Linked DNA regions of Rattus norvegicus: region 1 is linked to region 2. The links are chromatin contacts, called in public Hi-C maps. All regions are on one chromosome and are shown on one strand. Each heading gives the region's core, a stretch centred on a gene start, on an enhancer-like site or on the middle of the called end of the contact. The rest is flanking DNA. Distances are from core to core; before and after follow the strand shown. Region 1 holds the start of Abhd3 (abhydrolase domain containing 3, phospholipase). Region 2 overlaps Greb1l (GREB1 like retinoic acid receptor coactivator).

What was found. A called contact is a pair of places that touch in the nucleus more often than the background predicts.
Region 1: a Hi-C map of the A7r5 cell line shows a contact between it and region 2, with 2.4 times the contacts expected there. The contact joins the promoter of Abhd3 here to the enhancer-like site in region 2. A contact is called at or near these places in 2 of 12 Hi-C or Micro-C datasets (the A7r5 cell line and Schwann cells).

Annotation. Positions count from the first base shown.
Region 1 is chr18:2,050,021-2,053,651 of GRCr8, forward strand. It overlaps Abhd3 (abhydrolase domain containing 3, phospholipase), which reads right to left and starts at 1,269. Exons shown (of 9, transcript NM_001106162.1): 1 at 1,062-1,269; 2 at 533-696. The coding sequence starts at 1,223.
Region 2 is chr18:1,866,392-1,869,855 of GRCr8, forward strand. Greb1l (GREB1 like retinoic acid receptor coactivator) reads left to right here. Exons shown (of 33, transcript XM_039097272.2): 19 at 626-756. Among named protein-coding and RNA genes, the nearest start is that of Hspd1l1, 7.4 kb to the left of the region's middle. Within about 2 kb of position 1,685, at least 12 of the 93 cell types and tissues checked have an H3K27ac peak or open chromatin away from gene starts, as enhancers often do. A contact at or near this core is called in the A7r5 cell line, where this site is marked.

The DNA of each region.
Region 1 (3,631 bases), core at 19-2,518, 180 kb after region 2:
GGAAAAAAGGATTAAAGATAATTTTTAAAAAAAGACATTATCCTCAAAAATCCATGTACTTATTACTATGAGTTCTTTTGTGGGGAGACGCACAAAACCTAAAGCTATTGACAGCTGTCTAACCCCTATTCCAGGATCCTCAACATGTGAATACATTAGTGCATCTCATCAAGGTGTCTAGGTCCTCAAGGGCAAATCGGAAACGACAAATTGGAAAACAGTAACACAAAAGCCCGCAAAGCGCTTCTTACATCCCAGAAATAAGCCAGGGTGTTCATCTGTCCATTCACATTAGGATGTAAAGGAGAAAAAAAAACAAAACAAAACAAACAAAACAAAAAAGGTGGGGAGGAGCAATACCTGAACATTTTCCAGCAGATGGAGGTCGCTGGGTAGACTCCGCATCCCTCCCATTTTCTTTTCTCTTTAACATTGTTTCTTTTGTTAAGCACAGGTGTATTAACTAAGAACTGGAAGCCTGAATTAAAATCAGTGATTCAGAAGACACAGCTCAAGATGGACATTCACTTACTTCCTGTACTGCACCCGGGGCTTGGCAGTGATGAAGGGTCTCAGCAGTGTCTGTCCTCGGCTCTCCCAGCACCAGACCGTCGGGTAATAGGTTTCTGTCACCACCGGACAGTGGTCCTGTAGGAAGCGGCTGAAACTCTCCCCTCCAATCACTAACTGGGGTTTCTGCCGGGAGAAGCAGCATTGGTAAGGGGTCCAGAACAAAGTTTACGGCGGTCGTAAACCAGCAACCAGTGGACTTAGCAGTGTCCCCACCCGAAGGCCGCGCGAGCCCTCCTATTCCATCTCCCCGGAGACTGACGCACAGAATTCACAATCACAACAGTCCCAAGCTGCGCTCAGTCGCATCCCGGGAGAAAAGGCGAACTGAGTCCGGGTGCCCTTCCCGAAGTACTGCAGCTGTGCAGGCCGGACCGAGGCCGGGAGGACCTAGAAGCAGGACCCCGGACCTCAGCGGGAGGCTAGTGGCGCCCGTGCACCGGCGGGTCCCTGGGGCCCGCCACGCTCCACTGCCCCCGCCCCTGGCTCACCTTGGCAATGCTGCTCAGGTAGTAGCAGGCATAGGCGACGCTGAAGCCCAGGATCAGCGACAAGCCCACGCCCGAGCCGAAGAAACCCACGCGAACCTGGTGCTCCACGTAGAGCGCCAGCTCCCGGGACAGCACCCGCAGATCCATGGCCAGGCGCTGCATGGCGCGAGCCCGGCGCAGCTGCAGCGGAGGCCAGCTCGCGGGAGCGCGGGGGACCGGCGACGCGGGGAAGAGGCGCCTAAGGGGTGGAGCACGGCTTGGCCTCAGCCAACCGCGGCCCTGGAGGCGTGACCAAGCCCGGCCCGCCCCACCCCACCTGCGAACCTTCCAGACTCGCGCTGGAACTCCTCCCGACTGTGGACCTCCAGTGTCCCTCCAGAGCCAGGAGAGAGCACGCGAGCCTAGATGAAAACAGGCTGGGCCACCACTTGACCTTGAACCTGTAGACTCGGCCCAGCTCGAGGCAGCAGTTTGCAGAAGACCGGCACTTGCTTCAGATTCCAAAGCAGATGGGGAAGGAGAGCTTGCAGGATATAGGGAGAGAATCCTCTGTCCCATTGGAGCTTGTGTCCCTAGGGAGATTGTTTAAAGAAAAAAGCATCCCATCAATTGTAAGACACTCATGCTGGACTTTCAGTCTCCCGGTGAATCTTTTAAATAGCTAAGGGCTATTAAATGAGAACTAGGTCTAGAAAAGGTCAGGTACCGGAAATAGGACTCAATCATGTGGCTGGTTAATTAACTCACAGGTGTATGGCTACCTAGGATGTGCACAGGAAACCATTTATGAAGTAGGCTCTCACAGGCTTGTTTGTGGCAACATAACAGAAGCCTAAGACTAGTTAAAGACATCTGAAACAAAAGTGGCAAGAATAAACAGGGAAACAGCGAAGGTAAGGACTGCTGAGACTACAAAAAAGTCAGAGTTCTAAATTAATAGAATATATTGCTTTTTTTCTTTTTAAAGACAAAGTCTTATGTAGCTCAGGCTGGACTTGAACTCACTATGTAGCTAAGAATTTAGGATTTTCCGGCTTTCACCTACCATCCTAGTGCTCAGATTATCAGCCAAACTGGGATTGCCACCAATCCAAGTTTATACCCTGCAGGGCATAGAACCCAGAGAGCTTTTTGCCTGCTAGGCAAGCACTCCACCAACTGAACTACATCCCTACTATTTTAAATAGCAGCTCTTGGTACTTGTATTTGTGGATTACAGTGTGAGATGGCAATACATGTCTAATTGATCGACTCAGGGCGACTAGCATGTCTGTTGCTGCAGATAGTCATCACCTCTTTGCGTTGGGATCATAACAGTTTTGAAATAATAAAGTGTTGTCAACAAGTTAGGATTGTAGGTGGGTGATCTCTCACTTGACAGGCAGACGAGATGGGTTGGAAGTGAGCAATTTACTGAGCTTCGAATTGGTCTTTGAAGCTTGCTGGGGGCTGGTTTCCAGAATAACTTCACCCTCACTGAGTTAAGGCTCTCTGGTATCTCCCTCTCACTTTGTTTTTGTTTCTGTAGACCAGCAGTTCTCAACCAGTGCAACTTGATCACTTTGGGGGTTGAACAACCCTTTCACAGGGGTGGCATATCCAATATCCTGTATATCAGATAGTTACATTATGATTCATGACAGTAGCAAAGTTATAGTTATGAAGTAGCAATAAAAGCAGTTGGAGGGGGTGGATGGGGAGGGGAACACTCTTATAGAAAAAGGAGAGGGGGATGGGATAGGGGGCTTATGTCCGGGAAACCAGGAAAGGGAATAACATTTGAAATGGAAATAGAAAAATATCCAATAAAAAAGAAGTTTAGGGCTGGGGAGATGGCCCAGCGGCTGAGAGCACTGACTGCTCTTCCAGAGGTCCTGAGTTCAATTTCCAGCAACCACATGGTGGCTCACAACCATCTGTAATGGGATCCGGTACCCTCTTCTGGTGTGTCTGAAGACAGCAACACCGTATTCACATGAAATAAATAAACAAATCTTAAAAAAAAAAAAAAGAAGAAGAAGAAGAAGTTTAAAGTGGTTGAAAAGAAAAAGGAAAAAAGAAAGAAAGAAAGAAAGAAAGAAAGAAAGAAAGGAAGGAAGAAAGAAAGAAAGTAGTCGGAGACCAGCCTGGGCTACAGGAGACGCCAACCGCTTCCCTAGTATTGCAGAGCTGGTCCCATGAGGGCAATACTCCTGCTTTTTGTTTGGGACTTAAGTTCTGCTCTGGGCACTGGCACTGCTACCTCTGGAAATAAGGTGTTGTCATCTCTGCCCCGGGCTTGTGGGAAGAGCCACTTCCCAGTGATCCCCGCCTCTTAACTTGCCTGATGTAAGTAGAATAAAAAAATGCAGTCTGGGATACATCTTAGCTTGTTTTTATTGTTTTTCCTCTGTGTGTGTGTGTGTGTGTGTGTGTGTGTGTGTGTGTGTGTGTGTGTGTGTGTGTGTGTGTGTGTGTGCGTGCGTGCGTGCGTGCGCGCCCGCCCGCCCGCACGCATGCGCCTGCCGCTCCTAGGGATTGAGCCCCCAGCCCCATTCAATGTTGAAATTGCTCTACTACCATTATTCCTC
Region 2 (3,464 bases), core at 435-2,934:
GAGTTATCACAGAGAAAGGAGCCTCAGTTGAGGAAATGCCTCCATGAGGCCCAGCTGTAAGGCATTTTCTCAACAGTGATCAAGGGGGAACAACCCAGCCCACTGTGGGTGGTGCCATCCCTGGACTGGTGGTCATGGGTTCTATAAGAGAACAAGCTAAGCAAGCCAGGGGAAGCAAGCCAGTAAGAAACACCCTTCCATGGCCTCTGCATCAGCTCCTGCTTCCTGACCTGCTGGAGTTCCAGTCCTGACTTCCATTGGTGATGAACAGCCATGTGGAAGTGTAAGCTGAATAAACCCTTTCCTCCCCAGCTTGCTTCTTGGTCATGATGTTTGTGCAGGAATAGGAACCCTGACTAAGACACTCCTAGTGTTTAAGGTTTTTAGTTTCTTCCCAAGTGCTCTGGATACATCAGAAAGGAGAACTACTTCTAACCAAAAGAGAAGGTGTCTGCCCTGTGTATCTGAACAAAAGGAAAAGAAGACAAACCCGGGTGTAGTTTCCTAAGGGAAACATCAACATGCCACTAACCGTACTAAGTTCCGCAGGAATGCGATGTCGATGTCAAGTTCCACAACTGTTCCCTTACCTCCCACCAAACCCTGCTCTGCTGTTTCCAATTAGGAGGACGTGGGCTGCGAGAAGCTGTACTTTGGCTTGAATGAGTACAGCAAGTCTCTGCAGTGGGGAATCACCAGCCCCCTCCTGAGATGCGATGAGACCTTTGAAAAGATGGTGAGCACCCTCTTGGAGAGGTAAGGAAGGCTGCCCTTGGCCTTAGCTATATGCCAAAAACAGTTGAATGTCTGTCTGGCCATGTCACATTGTCTTTGGTGGTGCTTGTGCAAGTGATATGGAAAGGACAAATAAAAACAGCTTTCTCAAGATGGCCTTCTACTATTCTGGCTTTCGGATGATCATACAAGGCAAACAAGGGCAGGCTGTCCTACAGTAGGAACCAGTACCATTTTTCATACCCCAGATTGTCTCCTAGGTAGCTTCAGTGTGCTGAAGGTCACTACCCTGACCTCTAGCCAGTCTCCTGACATTATACCTCAGGCTTTGTACCTCTTCACCTGCTCACTGTGGGCAAGTATCCTTAGACAGTTCCCTACAAGCTAAACATTGGAAGCCGTGGCTACATATAGAACATAGTTAAGGAACAAAACCCATTTAAACATGGTCTATCCTTGGGACCCATCCTGTAGTCCTGACCTTCAGGGTTGAGAGTCTGATTTCTTCTATTTTAGAGATAATTCTCTCTAACATGTCAGCCTTCCCTTATTCCTCAGTTCCAGGAATGTTTTGTCTTTGTTTTCTCAGAGCCTGATTCCTAGACTCAAAAGGTTAACATCCCTCCCGCCCTCTGTGTGACCGTCTCAGATGGGCAGTGAGGTAAACTAGACCTCCTGGTAGCTCTAGATTCCCAATACTGAACCCAGTTGGGCTGAGTCAGCTCTTTACCAGCCTGCCCTATCATCCTGGAAATGTTTTAAGAAAAGAGAAAAAAATAAAGACAAGTGGATATACCCAGTCCAGCAAGATAGCGCTGTGTCAGGGAAGGGAACGAGTTCAGAGTGGAGCCCGCACTCACAGCATTGGTCGTCAGCAACAGACAGCACCCGTGTCATTAACTGTAATGTGGTCCTCCCTAAGACACCGTTTTACTTTCCTACCCACTTCCTTCCCCTGCTTAGAACTTGCCTTTCAACCCAGTGACTCAAGAGTGCATGGCTTGTGTTTTAAAAGATGGTTCCATCAACTTCCACTAGATTTTGTAATACAAAACCACAACTATAGTTTAATGCAAACAGATGGGGGAAATTTCACCATTAAGTCATAATTTTGTCAAAGTGTGGATTGTAAATGTTTGTACTTTGAATTTAATCTCTGTTCTAACTTTGGCTTAAAAAAAAAAAAAGAAAGAAAAACCATTGCCAGTAAAGTAACCCTAAGCTTTAAATATAGCTCATCTGTGGTTTCTTCCCCTCCAGCTTTCTGCCCAAGCTATTAATATCTATGACTTATTGAATGGCTGACAGCACTAGCCCGGGACTGGCCCAACCGTGGCTTTCTCTGCTTTTCTCAGCCTAGCAAAGCCTGCAGTACTAGAAGACATGACAAAGACCTGAATCATTGCAGCCCAATCAGTCTCTAGGCAGTGATCAAGAGCAAGTAGCTGAATTTCTCTCAGTCCCCACACTGGTCCCATGAAAGGTGGAGAGGCCAGAGTACTGGCCACCTTTGGTACACTCCCTCAAAGCTGTGGTGCTCATTCGATGGCTCTAACTGGTATTGGACTCTGGGCTTTTCCAAGCAAGCTTGCGAACATTTTGAGGAGAATTAGAAGTAGAGAAGAGGTGCCCACCTTGCTGCTGAGCAGCTCATGAGCTACCAACTAGTGGCCAAGAAGAAAGGGGCCAGACTGACTCCTCAGGGCTCTGCCACTCTCAACACCTCAGTCAGCCAAAGTTTGCACAGCCCTCCCTGCCTTCCAGTGCCTACTTTCTCAGGCACCCAGTGAGGCCTATTCTCTTTAGTCATCAAGCCTCCCTTCCAGAGGAAGAGCACCAAAATGACACATCTATTTGCTACCTAGCCCAAACAGCCAGCATGATCAATGTGACTGTCACCTAGCAGTCTAGGGAGGGGAGAACAGTAATGCCCAGATTCTCAGGCTCTCTTAATCCAATCGTCTCTGGTAATAAAAGGTTCGCCACTAGGGGATGCTCTTTCTCTAGCTAGCTCTAATTTCCCCTGCACCAACTCACTTTTTTGGGTTTTGTTGTTGTTGTTTGTTTGTTTGTTTGTTTGTTTGTTTGTTTAAAATAGCATCCCATTAAACTGGAATCTGCACATTATGTAGCCCAGACTGAGGTAAACTTCTCAATCCTCCTGCCTCGGGCTTACCCAAGCTAGAGAGTTACAGGCACTCTCTAACACTACCTTTTTTTTCTTTTTCTTTTTTAATGTCTGATCCACCAAGAATAATGACAGCAGTGTCTCAGTTTCCTTTACTGTAGTCACATATCAGAGAGCAGAACTGGCAGTGCTTCTGCAGCAGCATGAGGGGTTATGACTCGTTCACAATTAACCTGTACCAACCTGTGTGTCTCAGTATTTAATGAGCATCTGAATTGCTGGTTCAACTGTTCAACTGTGGGACTTGCTTCTGTGGTCTGGCAGTTCTAGCTTCCTGGTCTAGCTTCCTGGTCCCGGTGCTGGCCCACAAGGTACTTTAAGAAGGTAGAATGACTAGGCCAGCCCCCAAACTCTAATTTACTTTGCCTATCCCAATAGGTCGTGCATGCATTACACGTGGAGTCACTTCTAGTAATGTGGGATCCAATGTTATTCTGCACAGTAGCCCCTTCCTGCTGTTTTCTACCTGCATTTTACTGCGCATGCCTCGCTGTTCCTGCAGGCCGTCTGCTGAGCGCTAACTCCCCGTGTTCCGTCACAG